Linked DNA regions of Capsicum annuum: region 2 is linked to region 1. The links are chromatin contacts, called in public Hi-C maps. All regions are on one chromosome and are shown on one strand. The core of a region is the stretch at or near the end of the contact, and the rest is flanking DNA. Distances in the headings are between cores, read along the strand shown. Region 1 holds the start of LOC107864084. Region 2 has its middle 25 kb from the start of LOC107866429.

Region 1 (6,712 bases), core at 1,319-3,818:
CAAATAGTTAGCTGTTTTTGGGTTAATCAGATGGGTCATGTTATTTATGGTTAGAGTCATGTGAACTAATAAATCAATGACACTTATTTAATTAAGAAAAAAAGTTCAAATATATGTATATAAAATACGTGATTTAGATCAAAATATCATTCATTAAAAAATAATTTATTTATACCTTTTTCATTATACAAATAGCTCAAATATACTCTTCTCAATTAAATTTAAATTGTAATTTCTTTAATCCGAAAATCCAAATTTTCATATCCACACGACCTACACCCATTCATGACCATGTTCAATTAACATTCTGAATATTGGCATGAAAATTTGATAGCTATGTCTGTTAATATTAAAATAAGGAAAAATTACAGAAACTACATCCTTAAGATTATAATTATATTAAATAGCAACACTTTTCAAAATTACAACTTATAGTAAAAGTAGCAATATTTTACCCACTTCATAGTAATAGAAGAATATGTATTTTCCAGTTGTGCATATGTATTTATGAGTAATACATATATATTTGTATATGTATTTTTATAGCAATATTTTACTTAAATACAAAATACAATTTTCTACTTTTCGTAATTATAAAACTATTACTATAAAATTTATAATTAAAACTAGAGGGTTGCTATTTCTGAATTTTTCCTTAAAATAATATGAATAATCACTTTGGATACCCTTTTGTGTAACTAGAATAATATAATTATCGACTTCTCTTATCATGACCAACCGAAATTAATTATGATTTCTTTTAAGGTGACAAGATCGACAACATCGAGGTTGGCACGACATAATAATAAATCCCAGGCACCATAATTTTCAAACGTCCATTTAATTAATTATAGCACCATAGTACGAATCACGAAATAGTCATAAAAAACCCCTACTTAAATAATGTTCCAATTGAAAAAATAAAGTGTCATCGAGTACTGGGATACCACCATTATAGAATCTAATCTTTAGAAAAAAAAACAAGCACATTACAGCTAAAGTTCTGTTCCATCTTCCAGGTGCCTCACCTTTTTTTTTTTCTCAAAAAAAGTTTTAAGTACTATAATTATTGAAATAATAATTCAAACTTAGAGTAGAAAATTAAATTTATTTTAAATCTGATATTTGTTTAATTATTTCTAGTTAGAATTTGTTTCTCCAAATTCTTTTTTTTTTGCGAAACTAAAATTTATTTATGAGTAGTGAAGTTCAAAACGATCATGTAAAAGAATTTTAAAAATCCATAACATTTGAAAAAGACATTATCAAAGAGTACAAAACCTTTATTGCCATGAGTCAATAATTATGTCGGGACAAGGCCCCGACGACACCACAAACATAAGAACCATATCTACCATCACCGTGAATTACGTTGTCCGATGGTAGTAGCTGATACGTTAAGTCCTAGCAACGCACAGAATCACAAGCATACACTTCAGACTGTGGACTGAGTCTCCAAATTTATATTAGATAAGATTTTATAATTTAATTTTACTAGTATTATAAATAGAGATGCTCTGTCACATATTTTTATATAAGGAGAATTATTTAAATTTACAGATATACTAAAATGTTTTCCTTCAATAGTTTATTTAGATAGCCTATTACTATAATACCATTTCACATTCCCAAAGGTATTCTTTAGGGGTGTTCATGGGTCGATTTGGATCGGTTAGTGGCTAAAATCATAACTAAAATCAATTTAGTCGGTTTTTGAATTTCTAAAACCAAACCAAACCAAACCACAAAAAGAAAATAACTGTCGGTTTGGTTCTTACCGGTTTGGTTCGATTTTTCAATTTTTTCGGTTATTCACTAGCATACTCCAACCATCTCTAGAATAGACTCTTTTTTTTAACCCGTAGAAAAGAGTATCATATTGAACAATTTCTCATGAAATATTTGTACAGTGATAGACAAATGACTCTATAACTCTTAAAAATCAGAACAAACACATTAAACAAAATCAATATTGAGATGAAAAACACCAACTTTGTATTGTAGGCACTAAGATTATCCAACAACATACAAACACATACATGTACATTGCAAAATAAAGCTTTATATTTTGTTGCAGTGTACTGCAAGAAGAGACAGAATTGGGCAAATTTGAATTATCTGTTTATTTTAATGACTAGTTAGGTGAGCTAATCATATAGAAAACGATTGAATAAACAAGGAGACATAAAACTATCATTTGAATCAGGTACCATGGTAATTCGTATTGTGAAAGCTGAAGTAGAAAAAGTGAGGTAGGGACCGTAGAATTAACTTATTAGTAATAGTAGGTAGAGTTGGACTTGAGTTTGGGGCTTTGGGCAATTAGGCTCAAGTATTGGTTGGGCTAGACATAAATTAAAATTTAGTTTTAAATTAAATTTAATAAAATATTTATATTTTATTTATAAATAATTATAATATAAATATATACAATTTCTCGGTTCGATTTGGTTATTTTCACGATTTTTTTAAGTAAAATCATAACTAAACCAAATAGCATCGGTTTTTTTAAATTTAAAACCAAACCTAACTAAACCAAACTAAACGTCAGTTTTTTTAATCGTTTTGATTTAGTTTACGGTTCGGTTTGGTTTTAACCAAATCCATGAACACCCCTAGACTATTCTTGAATGTCTGTATATCCTCTTGGCAAGTTTACATTTTTGCACACTTTTACATAATAAATAGCCTACGACCAAGTATGGAAGAGTGCCGGCAGAGTTTCCAGTGCTCCGGTGACCGTAGACTGGAGATCGTTAGCGGAAGAGGAGTCAACAACAACCAGGTAATTTGCACGAGCAAATGTTCATCTGAACTTAATATTTTTTTTTAAAATGCGAACCAAAGATAAATATATGTATGTGCAAAATTTTTAGATTTCAAACTCATAATGTTGAAAAACTTTTAAGTAAAACACGTTAAGTTTAAAATTCTAGATTTGCTTGCAATGCGAAGCTAGGGGTGCAAGTGGTTTATTTGAGTATCTATGTGGTCAAAATAAGTTTTATCTAAATGTTGATCCTTTATATAGTAAATGTTGCTTTTTAGCGTGTTTATATTTTGAATTTGCTTAATGAAAATTCTGATTCGGCTGCTGCTGTTCACCTGTTTAGGTAAGTCGAGCTCGGTCACCGGATCTGGCAGGAGTGACGAGCAGGGGAACGTGGCCGAGTCAGGTGGCAGCAGCACCTTCATCAAATAAGCCATGGGGATTCAATGATCCAGAGATGAAGAGACGAAAGAGAATAGCAAAATACAAAGTTTACACTATTGAAGGCAAGGTCAAAACTTCAATTAGGAATGGACTAAGGTGGTTCAAGAATAAATGCTCAGAAATTATCCATGGCTATTGACGGAGAATGCGGTTCTTTCCCGGACCCTGCTAACACGGAATGCTTTGTGCATCGGGCTATCCTGCGAGTCAACATGATCTGTTTGTGAGTTTTGAAAGTTGTAAGATACAGAGGAAGGTGAAGACATAGAGGTAACTGGTGACAGGTCTAATTTCATATGTTGTACTTAGGATGTTTTGTTTCATTTTTTTGTCAATTCTAATTTGATTGAATGTCATTTTATTAATGTTTACAATTGAGATTAATTTCTTCCTTACAAGCTTTAAAGTCATTCTTCCTCTAGTTAATGGTTGACCAAAATTTGTTGTTGTGATTTTTCATGCCTTGTTTGCTTATCATAATCTATGAAATTGATTTGTCCTTTTGATTTGTAATAGATTTAGCTAGTAGTAATTGATTTGTAGTAGATGTCAACCGTTCTGTCGGAGATTGACTTTTGTTGATCGTCTCGTCTTTAGTAGAAAGCTATTTCTTTTATGATTCCTCATCTCACTTTCTCAACAAAAAGATAAAAAGGGCTGGATGAACATTTGCCAAAATTGAACATCTTTAGACCCAACTTTGTGCTAAATTTTCTGTGTATTTTCAATATCTGAGCCTGGCAATGAACATGATTTTGTTTTTCTACCTTCTTTTTTCTTCATAATAACTGGTCTGGAACTTCAAGTTGATCAAACTATGTTGATTATGCAAACAAAGTCTCACATTAATAGTTGAAAAGAAATGAGTTATTTATAAGATGTTGGATACTCTTGAAAGCGTGATGTCTTTTGGGAAATAGCTTGTAGGCTTCGCCAAAAGCAGGCAATATCATATTTCATCAAGTGTATTCTTGGACTGTTTTAGGCCAACAAGGTCATTGATTGGAGGATAAGTCAAATTGACACTTGTGAAACGAAATGTGACTCATACAAGTGAACGGAGTATGTGTATCATCACTGGTAAAAAAGAGTAAAGGATGATGGCAAAATAGTAGGACAATAATTTTATCTTTACAAAAAGTTTCTCTTAGATCGGATTCATATTCTTTAATTACAATGTGATCCATTGTGTTTACCTAAGCCCATTTAGAACAAACATAATGAAAGAATTCAAATATTTTGTTTTTTCTTTAACTTGTTTCTTGATTCCAAACAGAGTGCAACATAGAAAAAAGACCTGCTCCTTTGGAACTGATTATTCCGTGGAGATCTAAGAGACATTAGAGCAAAAGGCATTGACATTTCTACATTAATCCTGAAATATGATACCTTTGCTAAAAGAATGTAGAGTACTTGAATTAATTATACTACTACAAAAGGAAATGAAAATGAATTTGATCCTTGTGATTGATTTTGCGAATCACTGTTGAAGCCTCATTTGTTCGTAAAATTGAGCAATGAAGTTCTCTGCCTTCGCATCAATCATGTCGTCTGCTCCATATGCATCGAATGCCTGGTCAGGATCCTCCTCCTCCTCCTCATCGTCCCTCTCCCCGTAGAGCTCTTGTAGATTATTTGCTGATGCATACTGACTCATCGTGCCAGCAGAGGACGATGAGGGTGAGACAGAGTACGGCGAGGAAAACTGTTCAAAGAATTCTGCAGGCATAGATGGAGATTTCACCGGTGGGCGAGGATTTGGAGGTGATTGGTTGTCTTGGAGATGTAAAGGCCTCATTGAGCCTACCAACTTCTTCCAATTTTCTCCCTTTGAATCGGCAACAGGTTCCCCATCCTGAGGTATTCAGAATTAAGAAATCAGTGGATGAGTGCATGTCTAAAAGTTGAAGAGTTCCATGTGCTTCATCCTATAAGCAAGGGAATATGATAATATGCCAAAATGACACATATATTCAACAATTCAAATTCACCTTTCTAAGGAAGGTCAGGGCTGACTCAGGCGTGAGACAAGTAAGACATTTGCTTTATGTCTTATAAAAAATATTGTAGAATTTTGAATTAAACAACTCAAATCTTAAAGAAAAAGACAAATCAAAATTATATTTTATGATGTATGAGTATACATTTAATTAAATATTCTTATTAAAATTTGAATATTTTATGATGTATGAGTATACATTTAAATATTCTTATTAAAATTTGGCTTTAACCTCTAATTTTATTTTTATTGAAACGCCCTTGACAAAGTCAATCTACTAACAGAATTAGAATCTGAATCTGAATAGTCATCTTAAAAGAGAAAGTGAAACTTATTAATGAAACATTCTAGGCATACGTACCTGAGAAAATTTTTGTTGCTTTAGATCAAGGGAAAATTTCTGTTGCTTTAGATCAAGGGAACGACGACGACGGAGCTTGAGTGATGCAGCTCTGAGGAAGCTAAAAGCACCATGCTTTTTCTTCTCCTTGACAACTGGTTGTGGTTGATCGACAATGTTGTCATCAACCGAAGATTTATTGTTATTGTTGTTGTTCATGGTGATGGTGATTGTGGAGCTGACTTCCTCTTCCGTCATTCTTTGGAGGAGAACGTTCCACGAAAAAATGGCTACGCTCGAACGATTGTGCACCTAATTAATATGCCCTCCCTGCAATGCAGGGCGAGTTGTTTAGAGAGACGTTGCAAAGAAATGAGGCTTCTTTTACTCTATATATAGAGAGAAGCTATAAAAAGGGGAAGGTATGGTGTTTCATTCTTTATTGGAAAGTTAGTTATGTATAACTATATAATAACCTCAGGATATTTGTGTGGTTTACAAATATTCTGGAAGTTGGAACTTACAAGCACTAGAATGCCATTAACATGCACATTTTTGAAATTGTACTATCGTAATTTAGCAGGTTAATTACATTTTTCTTTTGGGCTTTTCGTTTGCGGATGTAGATTTGAATGGTGAATTTGGGCATGTAAACCATATTGCACCTTTGTATGGTTGAACCAAGAGGCCTAACTGGTGATCCTTTCTCATTTTCTCAGGCAATCTCGATTCATTAATTGGGAAATGACCCAAGTGCATTGGAACCCCATTTTGGGACAATCATTTAAGTCATCCACTTTAAAGTAAAGGAAACTTACATAAATCTCTGAATATTTAAATGATATTACATGTTATCCAACTATTTAGTTAATTACATCTTATCTCGAATTTTTGAAATCATCATACATATGGTATAAGGTGATACGGATAAAAATTGATACATTTAAAATAGAATAGATATTTATTTTAGGAAGTAACAAATTTTGTTTTACTCTTCCATGCAAATCACGCTCAATTTATTACAAACTGAACATTCGCAATTCCTTCCTACCAGATTTAAAATTTGAAGAAAACCAAATCTTTTAAAGCAAATCAGATTACAAGCTCAATCGTTTTGAATTTTAACAAAAAAAATCTTCATTCTTCCTTCTTCATTATT
Region 2 (6,712 bases), core at 2,000-4,499, 56 kb before region 1:
CCTGTATGATTAGAGTTGTGCAGTTACTTTGGTTTTCCTTCCCTGTATAAATTGAGAACACAGATGAAATGCTTACTTTTCATTTTCCCCAAATCCCTCTGGTTCCTTTCTACTTTCAAGCTGCCCATATGTATTAGATATTTTGCTCCTTGTTCTCTCCAACTGCAGTTCCTAGCTGCACATCAATGGAGATTACTCAAGCTTCATCAATGGTGATTTGAAGTCGTGTAAATTCTCTGTAATTCAACACTCTTTACCAAAACAAAAGGATTTTTCTTTACTCTAGGATCAAATATTAGGTTGCATCTCCCATGGTATTTGGTTCCAGTAATCATATTAATGATTAATAAAGAATTCATTTCTAGAATAATTTGTTTTTCACTGTTCCAAACAACTCCATTGTTTGCTTTTTAAAATTTGGAGTAATTAATATCAATACAATTTTACGTATTTGAATTATTAATAAATCAGTAAGGCAAGACGCAAAGACAAAATAAAGGAAAATGATTGAAATTGAGCCGAAAACCAGAAAAATCAATTATTGAATCAGTAGGATCAAAAGGCACATTTGAATCGAGGATAATGAAAATAGCATTAGCTACACTCAATCTTGAGGTAAGCACTTCTCTAGCTATTGAGGATTTGATGAAGTCAGTTACAGCAAAAACCAATAGAACAATACCTTGCAATAAAAAAAAAATAGATAGAAAAAAGCAAATTGAGGCAGAAACTATTTAGGGTAAGGTATTGATGAAGTCTTCAAGCATGATGTTGGAGGCGTCCTCGAGTACTAGTTCGCTATCATGGTCAGATGAGGTGAAGGAGGAAGTTGAACTAAGGACTAGGAAGAAATCTATATGAGATGAGTTTAACATCTCCAAATGTTGAATATAAATTGGAGTATGTTGCTCCATCAGAATTAAGAGATAAGGGAAAATGTAGAGAATATAAACGCTATATTGTTCCTAGCTCTAGGAATTGTCAATCTACTTAGCTGAAATATGGAGGGAGGGAGAGGCTCAATGATCCTACTAAAAAAAAAAAGGAGGTTACGGTCCTTTGCAATAAAGAAAAGACGAATCTCGTAGACTTAGTGTTTGTTTGAACGCTGGTTACCATGGTATGATATGATATTTTTTTCATGGTTTGGTTACCATGAAATCACCCAATTTCCTATGCCATGGTTTTTTTTTTTTTTTTTTTCTAATTATGTCCTTATATAATTTTATTTAATCTTATTTTACCCTTTACCCTATATTACTTATTTTTATGCTTTTTTGCTCTCAATCTCTCTCTGCTCTTTGTTGCGTTGCTTCAACTTGGGGAATGCTGGATGCATCTGTTGTTGAAGATGAGATGGCAGTGGTGCAGCAGAATGGCGAGGAAGTTGTGACATATTAGGAACTTGAGAGGTTTGTGGTAAAGAGATTGGTGTAGCTTGAGTACCAATATGTCCTTTATGCTGCTGCAATGGATATAAGAGACGTGATATGTTAATTATCAATTCATTTGTATTTTTATGTTGACGATAAAAACAAATAGTATGTGTCAGTGACAACACAAAGAAAATTCTGTTCATAGTTAATAAGAAAATACCCCTAATTATTATAAAGGGAAAAAACTCAAATATGCCATTGAACTATAAAAAATGACTTATTTATACCATCTGTTAAAAGTTGAGCTCATTCATGCCATCGCCATTACAAAATCGGCTCATCCATGCCATTATTTTGTAGCTGTGATTTTTTAAAAATAACTTTGCCACGTGGCCTCTTATTAGAGGTCCACATAATTAAGTAAAATAAATCAGTATTAATTAAAAAATATGAGATCTATTTAATGCCCGACCCATTTAATATCCGACCCACACCCATTTAATATCCCCACATTGTCTTCCCACTCTATCGACCAAATAACCAAAAAATCCAAAAACCCTTAGTCCAACTGATGAAGTAAGATGCTGAAGCATCATCTGTAACAATAAGTGATATCTTTGTATTATTTTATATGTGTTTGTAAGATAGTACAATCTTTGAACTTTTCTCTGTATACATGACCAATTGGAGGTAATGTTTTTGTAGCCAGTGTAAGAGCAACAGAAGTAATTCCCTTTGCGGAATGAATGTACAGAGAATTTATGAAAATTACATTTTCTTTTGGGAGTGCTTATTAAAAACTATTATTCTAATAAAGATGCCTCTCTATTTCACCCGAGATAGTGGTATGGACTGCGTATACTTATCCTCCCCAGACTCCACTTATTGGGAATATACTGGGTATGTTATTTGTTTGTTAGACTAATAAACATGCACTGATTCAAAGAAAATCTACATTTGCTTGGACTACGTAATGCTTATAAGCTTTTCTCCCAGTACCTTTTTCAATTTATTACTAATTGAGTTCGTGTCAATGATAACCCATGGGTGTTACTACACTCTTTTACGTTTGCTGGTCAATGTTTTGACTGCTGGTATAGCAGTAGGGGCTGCTTTTGGTGCAGGCACCCGGATATTAAATGGGTCGGGTATTAAATGGGCGTGGGTCAGATATTAAATGGGTCTCATATTTTTTAATTAATATTGATTTATTTTACTTAATTATGTGGACCTCTAATAAGAGGTCACGTGACAAAGTTGTTTTTAAAAAACCATAGTTAAAAAATAATGGCATGGATGGACCGATTTTGTAACGGTGATGACATGAATGAGCCCACCTTTTAACGGATGGATAAATGAGCATATTTGAGAATTTTCCTTATTATAAATTTAAAATTTATAATAATCAGGGGTATTTTATAAAATTACGCCTTACGATACAGTACCATACCATCGAACCAAACAAAAAAACGGTTTATACAATCTATCCAAACATTGCATTTTACTATACTATACAGTACCATACCATACCATACTGTACCGTATATTATGAAACCATGGCAAACCACCATTCAAAGAGAGTGTTACTTGAAATAAAAATGAAAAATGAGAAGATTGAAAAGTTGAGCTAATAGTATGTTTGGTGGTTGGCAATATATATCAGCCTAGAATATCATTATAATGGGAGGATATAGCTAACCTGGAGACCCGATTATTATAAGGTGTTCCTTATATGTAAGTTTTCTCAAAAGGTTACTTGGGAGGTGATGTTTATTCCCTTACAACTTACTTTTGAAATCACTTACATATATACTTGGTGGTACAATACTTTTGAAATCACTTACATATATACTTGGTGGTACAAAGTAGAAGGTGCACTAAATCATGGATGGTATTAGGAGATTTTAACTCTATCCTTAAAGCATATGACAGAATAGGTGGGACTTTAGTAGTGTGGATAAGGTATGTAGATAGAAAACAGACTCGATTAGTATAGCAAAATTGTTTGTCGAATACTATGAGGAGTATTTACTAGGCACGCCAGAGACAAGAGGCTCCACTCTGAGTGCAAATGAAGATCATCAAAGTGAATTGTTACAAAGGTTTGAATTAAAAGATTTTTAGAAAGCTATATCTGAGATTAATAGTAATAAGAAGTTAATAACTTAAATGGTCACTAACTTTGAACTTTTATTCCAGAAAGTCTAAACTTTGGACTTAACTTAGAAAGTTACTCAACTTTAAATATTTTACTTAGATTGTCACTCAACTTATTTTATTATTTTTTAAACCAATTTTTACTTATTATGTAATTTATTTTCGTAAGAGAATTTTAGAAAATATAAGATATTAATTTAATGACTCTTTTATCCTTTATTCTCCTCTTAAGTTACGAATTGCAGCTTTTTCTTCGGCTTTTCATCTTTCCTCTTCTCCTATTTAGGAATTTCTCCTCTCTCTTGAAGATGGAACAGAGGACAATAAGTGAATCTCAAATAGAGGGCTCGAACTTGTCTTTGTTTCACGAAGAAAAGAACTACTACGCAACTAACTCCCGAGAAAATAAGGTGCTCTTAACATTTTATTTTTTGTTTTTTATGAAAAACCTATGATTTTTGTCTGATTTTGAGCTTCTTTATTTTTATTTGTAATTGTTTGTTGTTGAATCAAATAAGACAAGTGGAATTAGGGTTCTTTATTAATGTGGGTATTAAACTTTTCTTAAGAACCTTTGAATTCTGTTTGTTTATCATATTATTTGTCTACACTGTTTTTACTATGTTTTTAGGGTCACAGTTTGAGAAGTTTTGAGCATGGTGCTAGCTGAAGAAGTCCAAGATGGCAATGTTCTGAATTTAAGCGATAATGTATTAGGGGTTATCCAAAGTAAAATGTTGGGTGAGGTAGAGGATGATAATTTCAATGATCCCGATTACAACTTGGAGGAAGACGATGATGATTATCATGATTTTGTTACTCAGCGTCTTGGCATGAAGGCGAAAGGTAGACCCAAAAAAGGTACTAGTAATCGGAGTAATGTTGTCGGTCCACCCACTAATGGAATTTTAATTCCACAAGTGAATGAGAATGCAGAATCAGATTATTATGATTCTGATGAATTGCTGGAGTGGGGTACTGATTCAGAGGATGAGGTAGAATATACAGAACACAACGCAGAAAATGACAATCCGATTTTAGAAGTAGGGATGATTTCATTTCTGTTGTCTTTGCTGATTATAATTGGCCTTCAAAAGTTAGAGTTCCACAAAATCTCTGTCGTTCTCCTTTTTCTGTTGCAAGTCATACTCAATTGGAAGTTTACAACGACATATTAACAAATGGTGTTGCAAGCAAGAAAAAAGAGTTTGATTTTGAGCATTTATTCCAGTCCAATACCAAAATTTACATTTTGAAGTGCCTTCATGCCCTTCTCGTTGTGTCAGGGAAGGCTCAGAGTAGTTTTATTGGCACTAGACTTGTGAATCTTTATGTTCACTTGGATGATGTTTCTTTATAGTTTTATTGGCACTAGACTAGTGAATCTTTATGCTCACTTGGATGATGTTTCTTTATAGTTTTATTGGCACTAGACTTGTGAATCTTTATGCTCACTTGGGTGATGTTTTCTTTGTCACAGAAGACCTGCCTTTCTGGTGTGAACTGTGAAGTTTATCTTTTGTCTTGCAGTCGTAGTTCAGTATAGAAAAATTGAGTTGTGTTAACTTGTTTACATTTCTTTATTGGAGAAACATGGATTTTATAGGAAAACTATACTACTCATCTGTTATGTCATTTCTTGGATTTTCACTGATTTTGTCAATAGTAAGAAGTTCAACATAAAGGACGAGCCTGTGAAAGCCCTAGGTGCTGTTCCACTGCCTGCCTATACAGACACCGATGTATTGTAACTGACTCCGGTAATGTTATCACTCTCACAATTTTATTTTAGGATACAATAAGTTGTTTGACTTTTTTTGAAAAACAAGTATCAAGTTTCTCGAAGGCACATATTCTAAACAAAATACAGTGTTCTGAAAATTGTTTGGGTTCTTGAAATTACGTCACATATTCTCAGTGATAAGAGAGAGTTTATTGGAAACAATTTCTCTATCTTCATAAGGTAGGGTAAGGTTGCATACACACCACCCTCCCCTAGATCATAAAATTCGATGTTTCAAAAATATCATGCCGGGTATCCATACTTCTCCAAAGTCGTGATGTGATTGGTTTTAGACTATATAGGAAGAAAAGGAAGTAGAACTCTTTCAATTGGTATAGAGGCAAAAGAGGCCATCATAACACAATCATATCCTAATACACAATACAAGAATATCCTAAATAATAAAAAGAGTTTGCATGAAACAACCTTGTTTATCTTCATATTCATATCTTCAAGGTACAACAATGCTAATTCAATATCATAGGTCATAATTTGCTGTATCTAGTAGTTCACACAGTTATTACACAATTTTTGGAAGGCCATTTTCAATTATTTTGTGCCTTTTCCATAGTCCAGTTCAAAAGATCTACAACGATGTTCTAATCTCTATCTTGTATGCATATACAAATCATATATATGACGGGCAGAATATTATTCAAGTAAGTGCAAATCAATAAAACTTCACTAGTATTAATAAACTTGAAGTTACAAAGCAAAATAACACACATGATTTGCATAATGATATGTTACGTAATTAAAGTGACCTTAATAAGTTAGGCCTGTTGTTCTTCAACGTTTTCGGGTTCAAGAATCTGTAATTTGACACAATAACTTCAACACTAGTTCAAGTTTAAAACAAGAACATTATGAAGTACAACAACACCCTCAACACAAGATCAAAGTGATTTTTCTAAGAAGTGTGTTTTATTTTTTCAGAAATTAAGATGAAACAGAAATGTAAAGTCAAGTCCCTCGACTTCAGGGAGTGTCCTTAAGGAATAATTCCCCTCACTGTACCCGAGGTTTTGAAATCTTCCTCCCAGGATAAAATGACTTTTAATCCAACTATAGTGGTACCTCAAATAATTAGATTCGTTGAACTCACTCTACGATTAGATTGATCACAAGGAATGTTTTGAAGACAAAAAGAGTTTGTATTTCAGAAAATTTTTCATACCAAAACCTGTGGATAAATGCAGGTTTATATAGCCATCAAGTGCCCCTTCCGAAAGGTGGCAATGGTTCATCCGAAAAGGTGTATCCTTTGGAAGAGTCATGTCTGTTCATTCGAAACATTGTATTTTTTTCTGAACAGACACAACTATCTGAACAGTTACTCCTTTTCCAAACTAATGTCTTTTCATAAAAGGTTGTGTCCCTCCATTTTCCATTCACA

What was found. Hi-C and Micro-C count contacts between places; a contact is called where the count stands out from the background.
Region 2: a contact with region 1 is called in a Hi-C map of leaf, with 2.1 times the contacts expected there. The contact joins the enhancer-like site here to the promoter of LOC107864084 in region 1. A contact is called at or near these places in 2 of 5 Hi-C or Micro-C datasets (leaf and placenta).

Annotation. Positions count from the first base shown.
Region 1 is chr3:26,684,966-26,691,677 of UCD10Xv1.1, reverse strand. It overlaps LOC107864084, which reads left to right and starts at 2,568. Exons shown (of 2, transcript XM_016710347.2): 1 at 2,568-2,785; 2 at 3,114-3,624. The coding sequence starts at 2,606. The coding sequence ends at 3,353. It overlaps LOC107864083, which reads right to left and starts at 5,958. Exons shown (of 2, transcript XM_016710346.2): 1 at 5,575-5,958; 2 at 4,436-5,069. The coding sequence starts at 5,811. The coding sequence ends at 4,695.
Region 2 is chr3:26,741,433-26,748,144 of UCD10Xv1.1, reverse strand. No RefSeq gene overlaps it. Among protein-coding and RNA genes, the nearest start is that of LOC107866429, 25 kb to the right of the region's middle. Within about 2 kb of position 3,249, at least 3 of the 5 cell types and tissues checked have an H3K27ac peak or open chromatin away from gene starts, as enhancers often do. A contact at or near this core is called in leaf, where this site is marked.